Regions from separate parts of the Rattus norvegicus genome. Here region 2 is linked to region 1. A link is a contact called in public Hi-C data. All regions are on one chromosome and are shown on one strand. The core of a region is the stretch at or near the end of the contact, and the rest is flanking DNA. Distances in the headings are between cores, read along the strand shown.

Region 1 (4,978 bases), core at 877-3,376:
CCCGGGAGGGAGCGGGAGAGTTTGCAGTGGGATGGAGGATGGCTAATGCTTCCTGCAAGGGAATGGCTGTCCCCAGTCCTAAGCACTTGACCCTGCCGCCCAGCAGAGTTCAGACCTGGAGTTCCCTAGTTTCTGCACCTGTAGTTCTTACTGTGAGTCTTATCACAGATCAGATACATGGTGTGGAGAGGCTCTCTAATGAAGCCGGTAAGGGAACAGATGTTCTTACGTTCAAAAATTATGTTCATCAAACCGCTCTTATGTCAGCTATCCAGATGCTGTTGGCTAATGAAAGTGTGTGTTGGGCACCAGGGGCTAGAAACTCGGAGGAAGCATCTTTGTTATTCCATTACATGAAGAACCAGAAATGACAGGAAGAGTTGAAGCAAAGTAATTACCTTGTGAATTCAGGCCCTGCCACAAGCTGCCTGCCTCAACAGCCGCCTTATTCACTAATGATTAACCTGGCATAGATCTACGTATTTTTCTCAAATGTCTCTGAGAACATCTCTTTCATTTAGTCATACCAACACTCATTTACTAAGAACCTACTAAGTGCCTCGGCCAGTAGTATTCCAAACAAAGCCACTGTTCCCATGGAAGTCCCATTTATTGCCTCAGAATCAGGGCAGAAGAATAATTGATATTTCACAGCAAAAGAAATGAAGGTTCAGAGAGTCCAAGGGCTCTATTGACCATAGTCTCAAGAATGGCCCAAGCAGAGGGCCTAAAGGAATCAGATTCTGATTTTTGTTCTTTAAAGACTATGCCTTTTAATGGACTGTTTTTGATAAACTGCTTTGTAGTGTTTCAATGTCTTCTCTGACCATGAACTACTTGTTAATATATTACATATATTGGGAAAATTCTGGAACCCTCCATTCCCTTGTGGCCTTGTGCTTAGTGGATTCAGTCCAGGAAGAGAGATGGACCCCTTTCAAGAATGGGGCCCTCCAGTCCCTTAGCAAATTTTATCCAAATTCCACCGCTGCCTTCTACCAGCATGGCTACCACCTGATTTTAACTGCGAGCGCTCATTTCTGAAGACTGTGCCCTGCCCTTCCTTCCTTCCCACCCTCACTCAGCCAGGGGATCTTTTCAGTAGTAATCTGGATTCTATTATTTATCTTCCCAACCCTGTCTGAGGCTTCCTCGGTTGCCTGGAGGAAGTAGTGTCTTTCTGTACAGCGCCACCCACAGCCTTGCTTTGACCTCAGCTCACCACCCACCACTCTCCCCTCTGTGCTTAGGTTTCTAGTAAGAGCGCTCTGCTTGGTGTCTCTCACCTTCAAAGAGTGTTTCTACCTCAGAGCCTTCGCCTTTCTCCTTTCTACATCAAAAATGTCATCCAGGGCGTCTACATCTCCTCTAAGCTTTTGTGCCAGGGTTGCCATCCATGACCACCGATCTTGAACTTGCCTCTGGGTGTTTCCAAGCCCCCTTTACTTGTTCTACATTTTTCTCACCACACTCACCACCCTTAAAAAATGAACATTACGTTTTACTGTCTTTATTTCTCCGCAAATGCAAGAATTTCTTTTCCTTTAAATATGTGTGCTTTCAAATACTCCAGAAGCTCGAGGGCTATACCTGCTATTCCTAGACAGCACCCACTGAATATGCTGTCATCATCAATCATTGGTGAATGCCAAGGGACAGGAATGACGAGGCCTTGGAGACGGTTTCCCACTTGGATGCACCGTCGTTTAGAGAAAAGCCAATGACTTTCATAGTCAAGGATGATTAAGATTTGACTCCCAGGTCTTCTGCCAAATGTGTGCGTCCTTGAGGAAATTATTTAACCTCCATGTGTCTTCATCTCTCGTCAAAGGAAAGATCATACCTGTCTCAGCATGTTGCAGTAGTGACAGGGATGACACAAGGGTCAAAGGTCGGCTTTGAACTGAGAACAGTTAGTATTTCTCTCAAACCAGAAATTTCTGCTTACCTCAGCCAGACTTTATTTAGTACAAGTTTTGAGTCTGCTCTTTTGTTCCCTGGTCTCTGGTCAGAGAGACTACCACGAAAAGGGGGCTGATGGAACCTCGGGCCTCCCAAGACATTGCTTCACCCTTCCCAATAGATTAACTAATCTATAGCTACCCGCTACTGGGCCTTTCGAAAGTCAACAGATAATAACAGGAGATAAATAAAACCTTTGCCACTCTCTGCTGCCTCAGTTTAATACAGGAGCTGCCAACATGAATTGCATCAGGAACCTTTGAACAGCCCAGCAAATGGTATGTACTGATAAACATTTGTTTCCAATGAAGCTCCTCTTCCTGGAATTTCTCAGTAATTACCCAAATCCCCCAAGACCCTCTTAGATGGAAATTTGGAGCAGTTGACCCCAAGCATCTCCTCACCAAGCATCCCCCTTGTTTCCCCCATAGTCTCCCTCCCATAAATCCTAGGCTTTCAGCCCTTTTTTTTTCCCCTACCAAAATATATTGATGCATTACATAATTGTTTCTGTGTTTTTTGAAATGGATCTAACTGACAAGCCTGGTCAAAGGCCTATCTATGCTCATGAGAACTTTTGATCAGCCTGGATGCGACTCATGGTACAAGGCGTATTTCCAGCCAAACACAAAGAAATCTGGTGGTTTTAGATAGGCTGAGCCAGCCCACTTGGTGTAGAAACATGTTCGCTCGCTCATGTTACATATATTTAATGAATGCCGATCAATCTGTCAGGCACAATTTTGTGCCACAGATGTAGCAATCAAAGGGACACACAAACGATCCCCTCCACCCCCGGGCTCTGCATGGAAAAGACGGGATTCACACTGGAAGGCCCTGAATGGAACCCAACCATTTGCTTGAGCAGCAGATAGAAGCCCAGTGAGGCAGACACACAGGAGACATCTAAAGAAACAAACTGAAGACGGTTTGAGGGTATATTGAGGACCAGCTTTTTATGGGAAAAATGAACCATGACCCACTCTGTGTGTGTGTGTGTGTGTGTGTGTGTGTGTGTGTGTGTGTGTGTGAGAGAGAGAGAGAGAGAGAGAGAGAGAGAGAGAGAGAGGATGTGTGTATGCACAGTGTATGTGTAGTCTGCACAATCATGTTGACACATACCCATGTATTCACATGCCACACAGAAGCCAGAACAAGGCATCAGTGTCTTCTTGTACCACTCTGTCTTACTGCCTTGAGGCAAAGTCTTTTACTGAACCAAGAGCTCTCTGTTTCAGATAACCTAACTGTCCTACAAGCTCTCAGGATCTAATTCTCAGTATCCATCTGCCTCAGCCCATGTCCAACCAACACTGAGGTTACGGGCATGCACAGCCACACGTGGCATTTTATGGGAGCTCTGGGGATTCAAACTCATTACACTTGCAAAGCAAGAACCCTTACCCACTGAGCCATCCCCCCAGCCCCCATAATCTTCTATTTTAATAACATCCCATTAATTGCGGGGAGCCAATGAGACGTTTCTACCATTTGAAACATTGAAAAAGCCCCATGAAACAAGAGTCAAAAGTTTCCTTAAAGAGGCAGGATATAGGCATTGTTTCGAATGTCCAAAAAGTAGAAATAAACCCAATTCCTATCAACTGATGCATAAAAATAATGCACAGTGTATTCATATAGTGAAATACTGTTCCTTTGGAAATGGCTGTAGTATATAGATGAACCTCAAAGCCATGCTAAGTGAAAAAAGCCATACACAAAAGGCCGTACTTTATTGAAGGCTAATTATATGAAGTGGCCACAATGGGCAAACCCATAGGTACAGGAAGTAGGTAGGGAAGGGAAGGATGACTATTAATGAGTACAGTGTTTCTTTCTGTAATGATTGAAAGTCACAAGGACACCACAAAAGGACACACAGAGTCAACTAACCTGAAACCATGGGGGCTCAACAGAGCCTGGGCCACTAACCAGGGATCGTGCAGGAGCTGGACCTAGACCCCTACACATTTATACACATGTGCAGCTTTGTTTTCATGTGGTTCCCCTCACAAGTAGAATGGGAGCCGTCTCAGTCTCTGTTTCCTGCCAATGGAACGAACTACTTCCCCTACCTGGACTGCCTGGTTAGGCCTCAGTGGGAGAGGGGGTACCTAGTCCTGCTGGGACTCGATGTCATGGGGGGAGGTGGTACCCAAGGAGGGGCTCTCTTTCTCTGAGGAAGGGGAGGGAGCAATGGGGGGGTTGTAAGTGTGAGATTGGGAGGAGAGGAATGAGTGGGGGCTGTGATCTGGATGTAAAGTGAATAAGAAAATAAATTTTAAAAAAATCACACAGTCAATGTGTGTAATTTATATCCCATTTGTTGCTATCGTTTCGGATCTCTTGTTTATCTTGAACTTGCCTCTGGGTGTTTCCAAGCCCCCTTTACTTGTTCTACATTTTTCTCACCACACTCACCAGTTTGAGTTCATTGTTTATTGATTTCTTTTATGGGTATAATTGTTTACCTGCATGTATCCGCACCACATGTGTGCTTGGTGCCTGAAGAGATTAGAGGAGGGTGTGGGGTCTGCTGGAACTGGAGTTATGGTTGTAAACTTCCGTGTGTGCTGGGAATCAAACCCGGACCCTTTGTAAGAACAGTGCTCTAAAGCTCTGGGTCATCTCTCCAGTCTCTTCAGACCAAGTCACCTCTTGGTCTTTTGTTTATTTGTACGGGTATTTTTTTGGTTTTGGTTTTGGAGACAGGGTCTTGCTCTCTAGCCCTGACTGGTACTTGCTACATCAACTAGCCTGGCTTCAAACTCATGACAATCCTCCTGACTCAAGTCTCCAAATGCTGGGATTAAAAGCATGTGGGCACATGGTCTCCGTTCCTTTCTATTTTAAAAATATTTGTACCAATTCTTTAGTAATTTCATACCGTGTGTTTTGATCATATTCATCCATACTCTTCAAACCCCTCCCACATCTATCACCTTCCATACCCTCCCCCACTTCATATGCTGTCTTAAAATAGACCAGCAAGCCCAATCCCAGATGTCTGTATTCT
Region 2 (4,978 bases), core at 1,013-3,512, 80 kb after region 1:
CAAGATTGAGGCTTTCCAAGACACCCCCCCCCCGTAAAAGCCTGTCCCCACAAGCAAAAACGAGTAAACAGCGCCATTCATTCATTTGCTTGCTGTCCTTGATTGCCTCTTGTTTCTGTTCAGAAGGCTTCGTTCTCCACGACAAAACACATTAATATCTTACCCTGGTTTCCAGTGGCAACAGCAGTGGAATTGTCCTTGCTCCTGAACCACCTGCTACCTGCGGGCTGTGTGCAAATATTGGTTGGCAACTAGGATGAATCACTTCCCCTCCTTTTGAGGAAATGGGAAGACACTGGTTCCTTTGACCGTGTGTCATTAAACCATGGTGGGGGGGCGGGGGGGGCTTTGTTTTATAGTCCCTGCAGAATGATTTTAAAATTTTCACAGATTCCTAGGTGGCATCCAGAACCAAAGTAAACTTAATAAATGCCATTGTGATAGAATGATGCATACCGAAATGTTACAAAAAGCCAGGGCCACAAACCATATTGAGATATTTTTATTGCCTTCGCTTCCAATTGTGTGCGTGTGAAGAAGATAGCTTGCCTGAGTAGATTCTCTCTTTCTACCATGTGGGTGCCAGGAATCAAACTCAGGTTGTCGGGCGTGGTCGCAAGCGCCTTCACCTGCTAAGCTATCTCACCGACTCTACCTTCCCGTTACTGAGGTTCCACAAAACCCTGAGTGGCCAGATAATTTCATCGTGTTGAGAATAAAGAAGAAGGAACTCACGCATCTTCTACAAGCCGTTCTCTTGAGGTGCTGTTCTTCTAATGACTCTCCCCACCGGGGAAATATCCCTGACAAAACTTTCTCCAGCTTCTTTAGGATGCCCCTGGGAAACAGGCTAATGTGAATCGCTTGGGGAACAGCGACACCTTCTGGCAGTTTGTAGATTAAACAGATTCACAGCATACACGCCTCCCAGAAATCAGCCAGTCTTCATGAAGTTATTTATTCTAAACCATTTCAAACCCCTGTGGATTAAATCTCTAAAATACTTTAATAAAATATTTCAAAATATCAATGGTTTGATACAAATAACACTGTTGGTTGCTTTGGTGTTTGTTTTGTTGTTGCCTTAATACCAAATATGTTAACCTAACACTAATTCCACTTTTTCTACTCATCGAAAGTTTTTGAAAGAGAGCTGGGGTGATGGGCCACCAGGCACAAGCGCTTGCCACGCAAGCATGAGGACCAGAGTCCTGATACCCAGAGGGCATGGCGGACGCCTGTAAGCTTCATACTCTAGAGACGGCGTAACTCCAGAGCTAGGAGGCTGCCTCAGAGTGTGACAGAGAGTGATAGAAAAAGATGCCCGGGGCTGGGGATTTAGCTCAGTGGTAGAGCGCTTACCTAGGAAGCGCAAGGCCCTGGGTTCAGTCCCCAGCTCCGAAAAAAAGAACCAAAAAAAAAAAAAAAAAAGAAAGAAAAGAAAAGAAAAAGATGCCCAATGCCAACCATCTATACCCAGACACATGTGTGCCCAGATATGTGAACACACACATATGCACACTCACAACATATGCATAGAAAAAGTGTCCAAAACCCCAAAGCCAGGTAGGTGTCCGTGGTTCATGCTTTTCATGCCAGCATTTGACAGATAGAAGCAAGACGGCCGCCCAGGAGTTTAAGGCCAGCCTGGGCTATACTGTGAAACAGATGTTAATTGGCCAGCCGGTACAGTGATGCACTCCTGTGATCTCAGCCCTTGAGGAAGCTGAGGCAGGAGGATCTCAAGTTTCAGACCAGCCTAGGATACATCGTGAGACCGTGTTTAAAAATAATATTATCAGGCAATGGTAGAGCATGCTGTTAATCCCGGCACTCGAAAAGCAGAGGCAAGTGGATCTCTGGGAATTCAAGACCACTCTGATCTGTGGGGCAGCCAGGGCTACATAGCAAAACCCTGTCTCAAAAGCAAAACAAAACAAAACAACAGTAGACTAAATAACAATGGTGATGATAAGCGAATTTGGTTAATTCAATATGACCCCTGATTTCAGAAGGACTTGAGTTATCTCAACCAATCTCCTCAAGATTTCCAATTTAAGCTGAGAAAATGGGGCTTCTCCATAACCCTTCGTTAACACAAGTATCCTTCTAAAAGGGCTCTGAATGCCCAAGCTCAGGCCCTGTCTCCTCCGTGAAGAGCTTCCCTAGAAGCTAGCCCAAGTGCCTGCTCCCTGGTTCCCAGCCACAGTCTATGCCCCCACCCCCGCAACCCCCCCCTCTCTCTCTTGAGGGCATGCGCGCACGCAAGCGCTATCACTCTCTCTGCCTGCTTACTCATACTCCGCAAACCTGGGAGCCAGGCCACAGCCCGTTGATATTTGTATCCCAAGAATTTCACAATTCCAAGTCTGCAACACCTTGGAAGCTTACTTTTTTTTTAAGAATGAATGGACTCAAGTTGTGCTCTGTGACAAGCTGTGAGGTTTTTTTTTTTTTTTTTTTTCTTCATTCAAGTACTTGGAAGGCATTCAGCATTGTGACGAAGTGCGAATGTCTAGAGCACTTACCAATCTACAGCAGCCACGCCAGGAACTTCACACACTCTACCACCCTCCCTGTGCTGGGAAGGTGTGACCCGTAATTTGCCTGAAAAAAAAAAAAAAGTACTCTGCATTGTGAAAGACTCGGATTTAACCTCATTCTGTGTAAATATTTACTCTAATTCCAAAGCAGGAGCCTCCATGAACTTTGTGTGCTTCTATTTTTAAGAAAGCAAATCATGGACTGGAGACGTGGTTCTGTGGTCAAGTTGGCAGCGTGGCTGCTTATGGAGGACCGACGGTTGGTTCCCAGCATTAACACTGCTGGCTCACAACGATCTGGGACTCTAGTTCCAGAGATCTGACACACTCTTCTGGCCTCTGGGAGCACCTACACTCATCTGTACAAACTTGCACCCAGGCATACACATATATACATCAATTAAAATAAAATGTTTATACAAAAAGCAAATCATAGTCCAGAAGGGCATAAAAACAACAAACAAACAAAATGTTGAAGTCAGAAATGTAAGCATTGAACTCTGTGTCCTAGTGATGCCCTGTTTCGTTAGTATAATGCCCTAAAAACTTGGTTGTCCCTTTTTGCTCTCGGTACCTGATTTACTATTTGGCTATTCTAAAAAGAACAGAGCAACCAGTTGCTTAGAAGTACATGTGCTAATTCCTCTTCTGTTGCTGCGATAACATCCCAACAAAAATCAGGAGAGAGAGAGAGAGAGAGAGAGAGAGAGAGAGAGAGAGAGAGAGAGAGAGAGAGAGGAGATGGAGGAGGGGGAGGAGAAGGAGGAGGGGGAGGAGGAGGAGGAAGAGGAGGAGGAAGAGGAGGAAGAGGGAGGGGAGAGAGAAAGAAGGAGGGAGGGAGAGGAAGAGAGAGGGGGGAGAGAGGGGAGAGAGGAGAGAGGAGAGAGGAGAGAGAGAGAGAGAGAGAGAGAGAGAGAGAGAGAGAGAGAGAGAGAGCTGTTCAGTTTACAGTTCCAGGTTATATAGTTTGTCATGGTGGGGAAGCCAAGGCAGAAACTTGAAAACAACAAGTACGTTGTATCTACAATCAGGGGCAGTGAGAGCAAATGCAAGCTCAGTGAATTTCTCTGCTCTTATACCATTCAGAATCTCCTGCGTGGTGGATGGTGCCCCCCACAGTGAGCTGAGTCTTTCCGGGCCATTTACTTAAGGTTCCCCCCCCCCAATGTGTCCATAGGCCAACTGCGTGTAGACAGTCCTTCCTTGAGACCATTATCTGGGAGAATTTCAGGTTGTAACAGGTTGACAACCTTCCTTACCCCTGACCTGAAGTCCGACATTTGTCCTTCACCAACTCAGAGAAGCTATTCCAGAGTAGAGTTTACCAGACATTCCTGGCGCCAATATTGGTTTCATAACTGTTCAAAGCTAAATGTGACAAAGGTAACAGTCCATGGCCCCTAATCCAGCCACCAGGGGCACAGAAGGCTCCAGTGGGTTTAATTCAGAGTGTCTAGAGACGGGAATACTTACATCCGAGTCTATTCAAAGACATTTCTGAAAGGGAGATTTTTGACAATTGCTCTCTGGTAAGTGTAGGTAGGGTTGTTGCTGGGAGAACGTCAGTCACATGATCACACAGTTGGACCTGAAACCTAGACTAACTCCTTAGATATGAGCAGTCCGACAAGCATAGCTGCCTCCGTGGAAAGCCTTTCCCTCCATTTACAAAACTGACCTTCCGTAACTTGGCTTGGTGACGAATGCCTGTAATCCCAGAACCCAAGAGGCTGGGGTGACAGTCAAGACAGCAAGACTTTGTCTCATAATCCGGTAAACTCAAACAGGACTTCAGTTTGGGTTTGTTGTTTTTTTTTTTTTTTTTTCTTTTACAATTTTGGCTTTGTTCCGACTCATGAACAAATAAGTAACTTTGGCCTGATTCCTTAAAACACAGAAGACAAACACACCTTTATCTGGCTCCAGAGTCCACGCACTGCATGCTTTTAGCATGCCTTTGGCATGCCGCACTTTGGGGACGTGACATCACTGCAGTTGGAAAGGCCAGCGGGCTTAGGGTCATGAGGGAGATTTAAACTTTCCCCAATGTCGATTCTTATGTAAAAATTCTAGACACGTCTCTATACTGAACCTTTGCAGAAAACATAAAAAGTCAGACACAAAGTTCATCAGCAACCTAGGCTGCTGGTGTGTGTGTGTGTGTGTGTGTGTGTGTGTGTGTGTGTGTGTGTGTGAGAGAGAGAGAGAGAGAGAGAGAGAGAGAGAGAGAGAGAGAGAGAGAGAGCAAGCATCAGATCTGAAGGAACTAAACCACATCTCCACCATCTTTAGCACATACAACCCTGCTTGTTCTTCCTGTGAGATACCTTTTCCCTCTGACTGCCCCTAAACTTACTATGTAGCCCAGGCTGGCCTCCAGTGCACAGCCATCTACCTGCTCAGTCTCCCAAATGCTGGGATTGCACACCTGAGCT

The links. Hi-C and Micro-C count contacts between places; a contact is called where the count stands out from the background.
Region 2: a contact with region 1 is called in a Hi-C map of liver, with 4 times the contacts expected there. The contact joins two enhancer-like sites. A contact is called at or near these places in 3 of 12 Hi-C or Micro-C datasets (hepatocytes, kidney and liver).

The regions. Positions count from the first base shown.
Region 1 is chr7:25,862,760-25,867,737 of GRCr8, forward strand. No RefSeq gene overlaps it. Among named protein-coding and RNA genes, the nearest start is that of Nr1h4, 36 kb to the left of the region's middle. Within about 2 kb of position 2,127, at least 1 of the 93 cell types and tissues checked has an H3K27ac peak or open chromatin away from gene starts, as enhancers often do. A contact at or near this core is called in liver, where this site is marked.
Region 2 is chr7:25,942,814-25,947,791 of GRCr8, forward strand. No RefSeq gene overlaps it. Among named protein-coding and RNA genes, the nearest start is that of Slc17a8, 9.9 kb to the left of the region's middle. Within about 2 kb of position 2,263, at least 6 of the 93 cell types and tissues checked have an H3K27ac peak or open chromatin away from gene starts, as enhancers often do. A contact at or near this core is called in liver, where this site is marked.